Linked DNA regions of Sus scrofa: region 2 is linked to region 1. Evidence: chromatin contacts called from public HiChIP or PLAC-seq data. All regions are on one chromosome and are shown on one strand. The core of a region is the stretch at or near the end of the contact, and the rest is flanking DNA. Distances in the headings are between cores, read along the strand shown. Region 1 has its middle 32 kb from the start of INPP5F. Region 2 overlaps MCMBP (minichromosome maintenance complex binding protein).

Region 1 (4,211 bases), core at 795-3,294:
TAACTAAAAGAGCCTACATGAAGACTCTTGCCTGAATAATGAAAGTTCTAAGATGACTCGGTCCACTCTCTGACATAGTTATAATTATGGCATAATTTATAAATTTCTTCCTAAGTGTCCAGTTATATTAAAATATGTTTAAAGATAATTTTGATGAATTATTGGGTCACAAAGTTCTTTCAGACAAAAAGAGACAAAATGATCATTATTCCCAATGACAGAGTTCCCTGCTGGCTCAGCGGGTTAAGGATCCAGTATTGTCACTGCTGTGCCTCAGGTTGCTGCTGTGGTGCAGGTTTGATCCCTGGCCTGGGAACTTCCACATGCTGTGAGTGCAGCCAAAAAAACACCAAAGCCAACCAAACAAAACATTATCTCCATATATTTTTAAATCCTCAGGATTTAAAATACTAAATATACAGTAGAAATACTAAAAATACAGTAATTTAGAAATACTAAAAATACAGTAACTTTTATTTTTGATTATATTTCACCCTAATGATCAAAATTTTATAACATATAGTTTAAAAATAAAATGGCATTTCATAATCATTTCATGAACAGTCTTAAGGATTATGTTTCTTAAAATGGGGAGTTCCCATTGTGGCGCAGTAGAAACCAACCTGACCAGTATCCATGAGGATTCAGGTTTGATCTCTGGCCTCACTCAGTGGGTTAAAGGATCCGCCGTTGCCCTGAGCTGTGGTGTAAGTCGCAGATGCAGCTCAGATCCCATGTTGCTATGGCAGTAATGTAGGCCAGAAGCTGTAGCTCCCATTCGACCCCTAGCCTGGGAACTTCCACGTGCAGGGGGTGCAGCCCTAAAAAGCAAAAAAAAAAAAAAAAGTTTCGTAAAATGACAAGGAAGAGGAGTTCACTTGTGGCTCAGGTTAAGGATCTGGCATTGTCACTGCAGCAGCTTGGGCTGATACTGTGGGGCGGGTTTGATCCCTGGCCCGGGAACTTCCACAGGCTGCAGGTGTGGCCAAAAAAAAAAAAAAATGATGATGAGAAGGAGGGAGGAAAAAGAAGAAAGGAGGGGGGGGGTCTCAAGAATAACATTAATTAGTACAAAATGTACAGCTGAGATGGTTTATTTTATTATATATGTGATTTTATTTGTGATACATTGGAATGTGAAACTCAAAATATTTCTTCAGAGCTCAGGCTTTACCAAAAGCTGTTTGACAGTGAAATCTCTGGCAGGGGTTGAGGGGGCAGTTAATTTATGAACACAGGTTAAGCCAGGCAGCTTCTGGCCTGGATGGATGTTGGCTTAGTTAAATCAGACCCTGGAGTCCTGAGATCGTAGCTTTTCATTCCAGCATCCCCAGTAACTCATTGTGCATTTTAGCAAGCCACTTCCCCTTGGACTCATGCCATTCTGCTTCCATGGTTCCTAATGAAGCACTCAAATAATTAAACCCTGGAGTGAGTGATTTCACCTCGTTGTGCGGTAGGGGGCGACTCATGACTGCGCCTTCCATTTTTACCCCAGTCGGAAGAAATCCTTTCCCGTGTTCTCAGGAAGTCATTCTTGTGACTGGGGGTTCCATTTCAGAATGAATTACCTCTTTCATTACTTTTTATTTCTTCTAATACACGTGATACACTAACAAAGACCAAGACCTTATTTGAAAACCAAGTGAAAAAAAGTGAGTCCAGGATGTGGTACTGGCCTCAAGATTAAAACAGTCATCATTCATTCATGCTTTCACTCCGTGAATAAATAAGACCATCACTTTCTCAAATTGGGGAGATTTGTGAATCAGAAATAATCTAATTCACGATCTGATGAGAATTCTATTCCAGTAAAGGGAACTGACCACACCCACTTGAGACGATGGTATGATGTGACCCACACGTCTCTTGGTTGGTTTCCTATCAATGCAGTCTTGACTTTGGGGGGGAAAGCCAAATGTTCTTAATATTTTAATTCTTTTATAAGGAGCAGGGTCAAAATAAAATTTCATCATGTGAGACAGGGCTATTTTATCCTCGTATGAAAATGGAAAAATGAATGATGAGTCATGCTTATTTCTTAGAAACCTAGTAAGAAACCCCACTCCGGCAGCTCCCCCTCTCCCATAGCTCTTACTGGTGGCAGTAATTATGGGAAGTCAGAGCATTCACCATCATTCCTCCTATTGGGACTAGAGCTGCCCCTCTTCAGGCAAAATGGGCAAGGTCTGGGCAGAGAAGAAACTCAACATCGTGGTAAAGCCTAAAGCCTGCATTTGAAACATTCAAGTGAGAAGCAACTTCTTCCCTCTGTGGAAAGGGGAGGTTCCATAGTGGTGGATTGGCAGGTCAACCCTCCTATCAAGAACAGTTAAGACTCCCTGCTGGTCTAGGAAAGGACGTTAGAGATTTGGGGGTACAGCCTTCTCATTTTCAGATATGCATATCAGTGTCCAGAGACAGAGAGGTTGAGTGACTTCCCCACAGATAAGGGAGATCTCAGAAAAAAATGTGATCACCAGTATGGCACCTGAAATTGTTATCTGCTCATTATTTCCTCTTCTGCTGACAGAAGACCCTCAGTTTTACTTTGGGAAAATTCGGATCCTCCACCTCAGGCCATGTGGCTCAAATGGACCAAACTCCTCCCTTTCTTATGCCGTTTCTCAGGCTTGGTTGACCAGAGCCTCAGAACCTGGAGCTTCCAGGGGTTATCATGCAGCTAGAACCTACTCCCAAACAACGTCAACTAGAGGAAAACAAAGCTGAGAGGTGGTGAAAGACCAACTTCTGATAACAGGGTTTGAACTCCTGGATCCAACCATGCCTGATGGATATCAACTCCTGGACTTTGCAGTATGTAAACCAATTCATTTTCTTATTTGTTTTGTGTTGTGTTTCACTTGCAACTGTGTCTGAACCAATACATTCTTGACTTGTATTCATTTTTCTTTTTGACCCACAAATGCTAATCCTTGGGCTTGTCCAGAAGGGTCACTTAGGTCTGTAACACAATTTCTCTCCCCATCTATTATTGCCTTTTGCTGTGAGGATTCTGCAAGTGGATGGTGATGGCAGCAAGCAGTGAGTGAGACAGATAGCCATGGGCCTGCAGCAGGGATAGGAGACTTGGTTTCTAAAGGCTTGGGCTGCAGTTGCGGTGTGACAGGGTCTGCAGCATCTCTGGAGTCCTGGGATGCAGGTTTGATCCTCAGCCCAGCATAGGGGGTTAAGGATCTGGTGTTTCCACAGTTATTGCTGCAGCTGTGGCATGGGTCAAAATTGCAGCTCAGATCTGATCCCTGGCCCAGGGAACTCAGGGAGACCCAAAAAAAAAAAAAAAAGACTTGGGCCTGCATTTCACCATGCATCCCAATGGATTTCTGTAGTGATGTCAACATTAGTAGCAATGTAGATAACTCATTCAAATGAGAAACTAACCAGGATATAGATAACTCATCTTTTTGTCTCTTGTTTTCAAATACGCTTGTAGATATATGTATATGTGTGTGTGTGCAGGTACACATATTATATATGTGCACATATGTATGTATATACAGATTATACATGAGTGGGTGACATATATGTCTGTGTGTGTGTGTGTATGTACTCTGATTTTAGAAGTAATTTACTGCCTGCATCTGCTCCCAGGCCAAGGTGGGTCTCTTCTCAGCGTCCCTGTGATCATGCCTCTTGGTAAGAGAGGAGCCCATGAAGACTCTGTGTTCTGTCTTAATCCGCATGCCATCCTATCAGGCCTTCAGTAGCTTGGGGCACAGACTTGCTAAGTCACTGCCCAGAAGCATCTGACTGCTGTATAGGGTTGCTCACCCATCACCCAGCTCTAACGCAGAGCGCCAAAGATGGCCTTGGTTATATTCTGACTGTTTCTACCTGTATCCTTCAATATCTGTGCGCTAGGATAGAGCTTTTCTTCTACTGAAGAAAATTTGGGGAGTTCCTGTCATGCCTCAGTGGTTAACGAATCCGACTAGGAACCATGAGATTACGGGTTAGATCCCTGACCTTGCTCAGTGGGTCAAGGATCCGGCGTTGCCGTGAGCTGTGGTGTAGGTTGCAGACGCAACTCAGGTCCCGAGTTGCTAGGCCAGAAGCTACAGCTCTGATTAGACCCCTAACCTGGGAACCTCCATATGCCATGGGAGTGGCCCCGGAAAAGCCAAAAAAAAAAAAAAAAAAAAAAAAAAAGGAAAGAAAAGAAAAGAAAGAAAGTTCAGAAGGCAAAAAAT
Region 2 (4,046 bases), core at 744-3,243, 150 kb after region 1:
AACAGTAAGGATGGAAGAAAAGCTCTAAAGTGAAACACAAAGGAAACAAATGAACCTAACTACGTAAAATGAATAACGAGTAACAATACAGCACTGAAGGAGGAAGAAGTTACCTAAGCAACTTTGCAACATAGCACCCTGACTACACACTCTCACTCAAAACTAAAAAGAGCCTGAATCAAAAACTGATGGGAACCACCATGGCTCGGTGGTTAACAAATCCGACTAGGGACCATAGGGACCGTGAGGTTGAGGGTTTGATCCCTGGCCTCACTCAGTGGTTAAGGATCCAGCGTTGCCGTGAGCTGTGGTGTAGGTCGCAGATGAGGGTCAGATCCCGAGTTGCTGTGACTGTGGCATAGGCCGGCAGCTAAAGCTCCGATTGGACACCTCGCCTGGGAACCTCCATATGCCATGGGTTCGGCCTTACAAAAGACAAAAACAAAACAAAAACTGAACTCAAGTTATTAGGCTTGTTTTTTGCAGTGGTATGCACTACCAATTCTGCAAACATCTTCTCTGGAACGGCTGTCCCCCGCTTATCTGCAGGGAATATGTTCTAAGACCCATAGTGTTTGATGTCTGAAACTGTGGATAGAACTGAACCCCACATATACTCTGTCTTTTCCCATACACACATACCTATGATAAGAGTTTTAATTCATAAATTGGGCACAGTAAGAGATTAGCCACAATAACTAATAATAAAAATAGGACATTTGGAGTTCCCGTCGTGGCGCAGCAGTTAACGAATCCAACTGGGAACCATGAGGTTGCGGGTTCGGTTCCTGCCCTTGCTCAGTGGGTTAACGATCCAGCATTGCCGTGAGCTGTGGTGTAGGTTGCAGACGCGGCTCGGATCCTGCGTTGCTGTGGCTCTGGCGTAGGCCGGTGGCTACGGCTCCGATTAGACCCCTAGCCTGGGAACCTCCATATGCCACAGGGGCAGCCCAAGAAATAGCAAAAAGACAAAAAAAAAAAAAAAAAAAAAAGGACAATTATAATGATACACTGGAATTAAAGTTATGTGAATATGGTCTCAAAATACCTTACTGTACAAATTTAATGACTTTTCCCTCTTAATTAAGCACTTATCACAACTATGGCTGTAAACTTTGGCAGGTTGAGATGCAAAAGCAAAACTAGCACAAATTTCTTTTTCCTTCTTGATAATTTCACAGAACCTTCTGTTGTTTTTAGGGTAGATGTTAGTGACTCCAGCAGATAATTATTTTCTTATTAATTAGCTGAGAACTTTCACCTTTTCACTTAAAAATAGCACTTAATGACATTTCGTTGGCATATCCAAATTGCTAGTACTCTTACACTTTGGAGCCATTATTAAGTAACATAAGAGTTTCTTGGAACATAAGCCCTATGACACGGTGACAATCTGCTAGCCCAGGTGGCTACTAAGTGGCTAATGGGTGGGATAGGGTACAAAAGGCCGATTCACGTGCTGGGTGGAACGGATGGGGACGGTGCGAGATTTCATCATACTATTAACAATGGCATGCAATTTAAAGCTTATGAATAATTTATTTTTGGAACTTCCCCTTAATATTTCAGACTGAGTTTGACTACAGGTAACTGTAACCATAGAAAGCAAGACCAAGGTAAAGGGAACCTACTGTGTGTAGAACTGAGCAAATGAACATACTGTGCATTCTGGAAGTTTCCTTCTGTCAGAACAGGGAATTACAAGTATGGAAAGGAGGAAAACTAGAACGACACCTAGTTGTGGAGCTGAACTAATGTGGAACCAGAAAGGCCGTGTGTACTCATGGTTTTTGATATATAGACTTGGAAATAACACAAAGACCTATAGATACATGCGTGTATACAAATGTGTATGCGTGTGTGTAATTATGTATATACTTATTTCTGAGATCTGCCAGTTAAAACAGCAGGGAAGTGATGCCAGCACAGTACCAATAACCACGGTGACATTCGGATCTTGATTTTTCCTTCTTCTTTTTTTTTTTAAAGGGCCACGCCTGTGGAATATGGAAGTTCCCAGGCTAGGGGCTGAATCAGAGATACAGCTGAAGCCTACACCACAGCCACAGCAACACTGGATCTGAGCCACATCTGCAACCTACACTGCAGCTTGCAACAACGCAGGTCCTTAACCCACTGAGCCAGGGCAGGGATCAAACCCACATCCTCACAGATACCATGTGGGGCTCTTAACTCACTAAGCCACAACAGGAACTCTAGATCTTGATTTTTAAATATAATTCCTCACTAAAGAAACCAGTGCTCCTTTGAGACTGACGGATGAGAAGTACAAGATGAGGCTGAAATAGCTTAGGGTGTCCAAAAATACATGTTTAAAAATAATAAGGTCAGAGTTCTCCTGTGCATAGTGGGTTAAGGATCTAGTGCTGTCACCACAGCAGCTTGGGTCAGTGCTGAGGTGCAGCTTCAATCCCTGGCCCAGGAACTTTCTCATGCCCTGGGCATGCGCGGCCCCCCCAACCCCGCCGCCCCCGACGATAAGGTCATATCAAAAAGGATCCAGAGCCTGCTTAAAGTGGCTCCCACAAGCCAAATATGGGAAAATATGATCTCATTAGAAATAACAGGTTAACAACCACACTGATATAAACAAATTACTTGAACAAATTACTCGGGAGAGAGGAGAAACCTTACAGTAGAATGCCAAAGAATAAATGTAGGAGGAGTGACTGGGATAGAAAATCACCATCATAACACTTGATTCAAGCAAGAATCATCAACATGCTAAAATAAGTGGGTGAAAGTTAAATAAGAAACTGGAAATTATGTGGTCTCAAAGCATTTCCCTCTAAATTACTTGTTAACTACAAAGTAAAAAATAGTAACTTTATGGGAGCGAAACCTGGCAAACACCACCTTAACCAAGGGATCAAAACCGACTTCAGCAGTAATGGGGTACTGCGCCCTCTGATGGAATATGCTGAGGACACCGCACCTTGTGGTTTCCTGCCCCAAACGCAAAACTGGAATCTAATCAAAAGGAAACATCAGACAAACCCAAACTGAGAGACAGTCTACAAAATAACTGGCTTGCAGTCTTCAAAGTGTCAAGGCCCTGTTCTGCCACCTGAGGACACAGTAAGACAGCCACCTGCAAACTGGCCCTCACTACCTGCTGGGTCTGCTGGGCCTTAATCTTGAACTTCTCAGACTACAGAACTGTGAATCCTCACAATGAATTTTTGTTGTGTAAATTAAAAAAAAAAAAAAGTGTCGGAGTTCCCACTGTGCCACAGCAGCACCAGGACACAGGTTCAATCCTTGGCCCAGCACAGCGGGTTAAAAAGGATTGCTGCAGCTGCAGTGTAGGTCACAACTGCAGTGTGAATATGACCCCTGGCTAGGGAACTCCATATGCCAAAAAGAAAAATGAGTTAAAAAAGTGTCAAGGCCATAAAGGCCAAAAAAAGACAGTTCCAGGTTAATACAACCAGTGATCCTATGGAGCCTAGACCAAAAAGACTGTCAGAAAGAACAAGATAATTAGTAAAATTAAATGTTTTGTGGTTAGTGTATTCTTGGCAAATGTCCAATTTTTGCAGCAATACTCTGATTATATATGAGAAAGTCGTTGTAGGAAATATGGATGCAAGTATGACTTCCGCAACTTACTCTCAAAAAATGTACCTATGTATAAAAATGCATGTGTGTAAGCACAAATCAATGACAAAACAAATGGAGCATAGTATTAACAACTTGTAAGTTTGGATGAAGAGGAAAAGGGAATTCTTTATAACTATACTGCAACTTTTCTCAAAATTTAAAACTGTATCAAAATTAAAGGTTACTAAAAAAGAGCAAACGTACCTTTCATCATTATTCAGTACGCTGAGCACAGGATCCACAGACAGTATGCCATACAATTCAAGAACATCATTCACTTTAAAACAATCCCAGTCTTCATAGACCTAACAGGAGACCACACAAAATCACTGTTAGGACTAAATAACACCAAAAAGGCAGATGACATGAGTCTTGACATTACAGTAACAATAATATCATCTTAGCGTTTTAAATCAGAAAAT

The links. HiChIP or PLAC-seq counts read pairs in DNA pulled down with a chosen protein or histone mark.
Region 2: an H3K27ac HiChIP or PLAC-seq map of alveolar macrophages shows a contact between it and region 1. The contact joins two enhancer-like sites. A contact is called at or near these places in 13 of 47 Hi-C or Micro-C datasets (alveolar macrophages, blood, embryonic fibroblasts and 7 more) and 1 of 2 datasets of contacts at active chromatin or transcription factors (alveolar macrophages).

Annotation. Positions count from the first base shown.
Region 1 is chr14:129,543,822-129,548,032 of Sscrofa11.1, forward strand. No RefSeq gene overlaps it. Among named protein-coding and RNA genes, the nearest start is that of INPP5F, 32 kb to the right of the region's middle. Within about 2 kb of position 2,045, at least 4 of the 83 cell types and tissues checked have an H3K27ac peak or open chromatin away from gene starts, as enhancers often do. A contact at or near this core is called in alveolar macrophages, where this site is marked.
Region 2 is chr14:129,689,273-129,693,318 of Sscrofa11.1, forward strand. It overlaps MCMBP (minichromosome maintenance complex binding protein), which reads right to left. Exons shown (of 16, transcript NM_001243591.1): 8 at 3,829-3,929. Among named protein-coding and RNA genes, the nearest start is that of MCMBP, 51 kb to the right of the region's middle. Within about 2 kb of position 1,994, at least 1 of the 83 cell types and tissues checked has an H3K27ac peak or open chromatin away from gene starts, as enhancers often do. A contact at or near this core is called in alveolar macrophages, where this site is marked.